2 separate regions of the Macaca mulatta genome follow, and region 1 is linked to region 2. The links are chromatin contacts, called in public Hi-C maps. All regions are on one chromosome and are shown on one strand. The core of a region is the stretch at or near the end of the contact, and the rest is flanking DNA. Distances in the headings are between cores, read along the strand shown. Region 1 overlaps LOC114676844. Region 2 has its middle 180 kb from the start of TRNAG-GCC.

Evidence for each region. A called contact is a pair of places that touch in the nucleus more often than the background predicts.
Region 1: a Hi-C map of fetal cortex germinal zone shows a contact between it and region 2, with 3 times the contacts expected there. The contact joins two enhancer-like sites. A contact is called at or near these places in 2 of 14 Hi-C or Micro-C datasets (fetal cortex germinal zone and fetal cortical plate).

What each region holds. Positions count from the first base shown.
Region 1 is chr3:31,181,255-31,184,082 of T2T-MMU8v2.0, forward strand. The region is part of intron 4 of LOC114676844; the gene reads right to left. Among named protein-coding and RNA genes, the nearest start is that of MIR99A, 3.8 kb to the left of the region's middle. Within about 2 kb of position 1,472, at least 19 of the 40 cell types and tissues checked have an H3K27ac peak or open chromatin away from gene starts, as enhancers often do. A contact at or near this core is called in fetal cortex germinal zone and fetal cortical plate, where this site is marked.
Region 2 is chr3:30,465,953-30,468,747 of T2T-MMU8v2.0, forward strand. No RefSeq gene overlaps it. Among named protein-coding and RNA genes, the nearest start is that of TRNAG-GCC, 180 kb to the left of the region's middle. Within about 2 kb of position 1,524, at least 8 of the 40 cell types and tissues checked have an H3K27ac peak or open chromatin away from gene starts, as enhancers often do. A contact at or near this core is called in fetal cortex germinal zone and fetal cortical plate, where this site is marked.

The DNA of each region.
Region 1 (2,828 bases), core at 222-2,721, 720 kb after region 2:
CTAGATTTCTCATTGTTTGCCCTACATATTTTTAATATAATAAAATATGATTTTAAAAGCATAACAGATTATCAAAGCATATTTTTATCAAAATATTATAACATCAATTATTAGTATGCAAATTATAGTTTTCATTGGTATATGCTAAATTTTTCAAAAGCATTCTCTTTTAAAAATTATTTTTACACTTGTTTAGAAACATTTTTTATCAAAACTAAAATAGCTGGAAGGCATCTGCTAATCCTTTCACACTGAACCAGGCAAAACTGTTTTTTTAATAAAATGCTTAAATTGCTTAGCAATTTACTTCTAGAAACAGACAAAATAATTACAATGCAATGCAGTTATCTGCTGAGCCAATACATTGCTCTGAACTTAAAACAAGTTTGTATGTACTTTTTTTACTCATATACTTGATATTTCCAATGCGTTTTGCAACTGCTCTAGGACAAGTACTTCTTTTAAAATGTATTTTAAAAGAGCTTATTATTATGAAAGAAGCTTGTTTTCTACCTAGCAAATGAGAACATGCTCTTTTCATTCCTATTTTTGTTCTACTGAAATCTCTGTAAATAATTTGAATATAACTTCCCCAAAAGTAATCTGATTTATCAGTAATTTAGTGCATATTCTAATATAACCCTTTTCTACTAGTTTAAAAAGTTTCTTCTTTCACATTTCAAATTATAAGTCACATTAAAGATTTACTTTTTTTTACCCACTAGGTCTAAACATTCACTTTTCTTAGATAGCAAAAACTAATACCGGACCCAAAAAGCACAGATATATTAATGCCTTTCCAAAACTTCTGTGTATACCGCACATAAAAACATGTATTGTCTTTTTCATAGAGATTTTTCCATCTTTACTTAAGTTTCTATTCTAATCAAAATTAGAGCAAGAGAGGAAAAGGAAAAAGTTAATAAGAGTAAAGTGGGCTATGAGTTACATCAGAGTAAATTGAAAGTTCAAGGATCCCCTTTTATATAACAGTAGCCTTTAAAAGAAAAAACAACAAAAAAAGTTATACCTGATATGAAAGGTGCGATTTCACCAAGTGCAATATATTGCTAATTATGCCATATTGTTTGAAATAATAAAAATAAAGAAGGCTCATTTGGCTCTGTTGCCTTAAAAAGCTGCTTTACAAAGCCCGATGTCTCTGTAGTTATACAGCCAATGTTTGCTTTTTTTTGGTTTGTTTTGGTTTGGATTTTTGTTTGTTTGCTTTTGTTTTTGTTTTTGAGCAGGAACGTCTCTTTTTTTTTTTTTTTTTTTTTTTTTTTTTCAGCACTCTTGCATGTAGTAGGACACACTCAGATTTTTTCTTCAAGGGCGCCTGTAATTTCTTAGAAAAGGACCAGGGTGCTTGTCTTCTTTTTCTTCCTTCTCGGTATTCCAGGCACAAAGCACTGCGCAGAAGCTACACCAATCCTTGCCGTCACTGGCAGCAGAATGGTAGAAGGTGGGAGAGACCAGGAATCCTTCCAGGCTGTGCTGACTTTAGAAATGAGGATCGCACACGTTTGTCTCCTGAACCAAAGGGGTGCAAAGGCAGGGTGCCAGCTTGCTACACTGCTGCAATGCAATGATCTCATGCTCACTGGTGCTGTCGTCCTGTTTGCCCAGTTCAAACGCCTGTTCATTTTAAACCAAAAAAAAAAAAAAAAAAAACCAAAAAAGACCCAACTACTTGGATTCTTCTACAAGCAGAAACGGTAGTAACCTAAAATAATAATAATAATAATAATAAATAAATAAAAAATAAAAAATAAAAATCAGCAGTCAGAAAAGGCAAAAAGAAAAAAAAGCACATACAATTTTGGAATTCACTTGTTATGCCTCAATATTCTATTATTATTTTCTTTTCTTTTTTTTCTATTTAGAGATAAGCAGCAGAATTTATCAGGCGTGAAAGGGACAGCCTCCTGGTGGCCTGCCAAAAACCCAGAATAAAGGCGAAGTTGTGCTTCAAAGCTCAGTCGCTTGCTGAGTCTGGCTAAAGTCAAGTATTAAGATCCACCATTTTCTGAGCCATGTTAGAAAAGAAGAAAAAAGTCAGGACGGTTGCTGCTTTCCAAGTCTCCGTTGGCACCATCACAAAATCTCAGTCGTAAGGTCACATGATTCTCTGCCAAATGTAGAGTGCATTCCCATCAACCATTCTGCTGATACTGCGAAGGCAGCTATTGTCTCGTTTAGACCCAAAGTTCAGCCCACTCTTCATTGAATTAGCTGAAAAACGCATCACCTTTGGGGGCTGGGAGTCATGGAAACGTCTACCTGGCAAGCTGCCCACTTTTTCTGCCCATCAACCAGAGATGGAATTGTGCTGCCTAACGCAATGATGACTTGGAATGTGAAGAGTCGTCCAAAGTGAATCTGATTCTTGCAACGCCTGTTTCGTTTGCACAGAAAACTCTGGCTTCTTGTAGTTAAGAGGGGGGAAAAAAAATCTTTCCTACCAAATGTAGCAAATAAAGGTCTGAACATGCCTACTCTGCAACTTTTTTTCTCAACACACCCAAATGGTTCTCAAATGAAAAGACTGAAAGCCCTTCAAGTTTTCTGAGTTAAAGGCATCCCTTCATCTGTCTCCTTTTCCTTACAAGTGAATGAAACAAGCCCAGAACATTTGTTTTCGTCTCTCACTTTAAGATTTAAAAAAACTCTGAGTTTTTCTTCTTGCTTTTTGCTACTTTCTGATTTTATCTGGCACCGATTCTGTACTACATGGTCACAACGTCTTCTAGCAACAGTGGGGATGCACTAAGCTGCAATCTCCAACAAAGTGCTCCCCTGAGAAAGCCAGTTGTCTCTTTAGTCAC
Region 2 (2,795 bases), core at 274-2,773:
GAATTCAGGCAGTTCACAAGTCAGTTTCAACTTTGCTTTCTTTCAGGACCTCTCACATTTCCTCTGTGCATTGACAAGTCTTCATGTTCAGTCAGGGATGAGTGGATGGCAAGGGCCCTTTCTGGTTTCTTCTACATATGTGCGTCTGTGCAGCCTTCCAAATTTCCAGAGACAGAGAGGAACTTATCAAGTCCCAACACTGTCGTCTCATTCCCCAATCTTCTTCTTCATTTTCTAGCTAGTTTGCCATTTTGTTGCTTGCTCTGGCTAGGACCTCAAGCTTAGGAGAGCTATGTTGTTGACCTTCCCTATTTGTTTGCCACAGAGATTGCAACTGTTTTCAATAATGCCCCTGGCTATAGAGTTGTTTAATGCTCCATTTCAAACTGAGTGATCCCCCCTCCAACAGCAAAGCTGCTATTTTTCACAGTTTGTCCTACCTTCATGGATCTACCATGCTAACAAAGCTGGAAGGTAGTGGGGGAAGGGAGCAGCTCCTGATATAAATGCCCCAGACTCCCACTATTCTTCCTGGAGGCTTTTCCTGAATAAATACATCTCAATTTGTTGCATGATTTTGGACAATTTATGGAGTCTTCGAATAGTTGTTTTTGACCATTTTCTTCAGCTTTGCTGTCATTTTTTAGGGAAAGTATCTGTTGAGCTTCTTATTCTACCATTTTGGAAGTCCCCTCTTCAGAAATATTTAATTGTTGGTAGACATGATTTTCTACCTAGTTTTTGATCAAGCATCACGCAGTTGAGATGCTTAGATAATCAAGTGTGTTTTACTAATGGCTCCATAAATACTATATTCTGATTTTTAGAAACATATCTGTATTCTAAAGTGTACATGAACAGGGCTAATTTTCTTCATGTATTGGAATGAATGTTCTGTATTTATTTTGAATTCTTTCCCTCTCCAAACTCTATAATTGAAGATAATGGAACAGGAGATAAAATTGAAAGCTCTTGAAATTGTCAGAGAGTAGACTGAATATTTGTGATGTATTTTCTACTCTCTTTTTCTTGATTACATTTTAGTAATATGAAGTAAAGAGGGTCAGCCATTAACAGCAGAACATATACAACCTATTTAAACCAAAAGTCTTTCAAACATCCTAAGAGCAGACCTGAGAAGCTATTGTAAATTAAATACACAATAGTCATTTAACAAGAAGGATCTGACACTTTGTATGTGACCATGATGCCGAAGAAAATTGGATTGCTCCCAATTTGATAGCCCATGGAGGGTTGTACAATAATTTTATGCTAATTCCCAAAAAAATTATGATTTCTACTTTTAGAAATTCATGATCAATTTTATCTTCTTATCTGTGGGGAGTTTGGGAAAGAAACACATTATGCTAAAGAAAACAAAAGCCTGAACAAAAGTCCCTCTATTTAGCCGAGATAGAATTTCACAAACAATGGAATTTAAAATTCAAATGTCTTCAAAGCAGTTGTAATAATGATTGTTTCCACTAAGGTGTGCTAGATCTCCAAATATTATTCATGCTCTCCTTGTCTTACCACACTGTACTGAATTTCACCATGTTCATTGCCTTCCCCAGGGCTGCCCAAGCCCTTACCACACAGGGGGTTTTTAAGCTGAAGCAACAATGTGTGCCGCACACAAACTCAGCTAAAACACAAAAGAAGACAAGAGATCATTTAAAAATGTTAAATGAAAAGAAAAAAATAGTTGCATTGTGAAATGTTGATTTTATAAACAGACGCAGGTATTGACTTTGATTTTGCAGAAATAATTCGGTTTGTTTGAGAAATTCTAGAAGGTTAACCTAATAGGAGGAAGTTTTTCAGGCAATTTTTCTTCTAATAAAACTCTCTAATGTCCTATTATTATTTATAACTAGTGTTACAAATGTAAGTTATCTTTTGTTTTAATAGTACATCAGTCTGACTCTGTCATTTGTTCGTGATGATTTAAATCCCTAGAGGTTCCGAGATCATCCAGTGAAGTTTGAAAAACAACTAACACAAAAGAGCAGCTCTAAATAGTGTGTCAGGCAGAAGGTGGCACAGATTTGGAAGTATAACAAAACCTTTTAGTCTGTAGAAAGAAAAATTAATTCTTTTTATTTGCAGTACTGGAATTATTTTTTTAAACAAGTCTTAAAGTTATCAACTAGAAATTTAGCTATCTTGCTAAAAGCCTTCTCAATAGCTGGTAATTTAATGATAGACTCTGGAAGATTTGCCAGGAGTATGTGCCAACTTTTCCCATAAACAAAATCTGGGTTCTTCATAGGGATTTCTATGCACACATCCACCTTAGTTTGAATGCATTTTTATATATGCAAATAGCTTTTTTTGGTTACATAATTTTACTTAGAATGTGAATGGGAGTTTCTTTTTTTCTTGATTTTACTGTGGTTTCAGTTAAAAAGACAACTTGCACTTTCTCACCTCTAAATGAATATGATTACTTCAGCGGCTTGTTGACTTAAATAATTTGGTTTCATGATTTTGATTATATTCACTAATCATTGTAATCAATGGCCATCTTAATAGTAATTTTTAAAATGTCAGCACTAAATTTACATTAACCTTAAAAGCCTCAAATATGACAGTACTTAAATTGTTACCATAATTTATTTTTGTAAACAAAAAGTAGTTCATAGTCAGTTGAACAACTGGAAATTAGTTGATAAGTAACTAGGTATAGATTGTTTTAGAAATGAAAAATTTTTTGGATTAATCTGAAAAGTTTTTACCAAAATCAATATGTTTTCGTATATGTAGTTGTAGTTTCATAGTTTATGTTATTATAA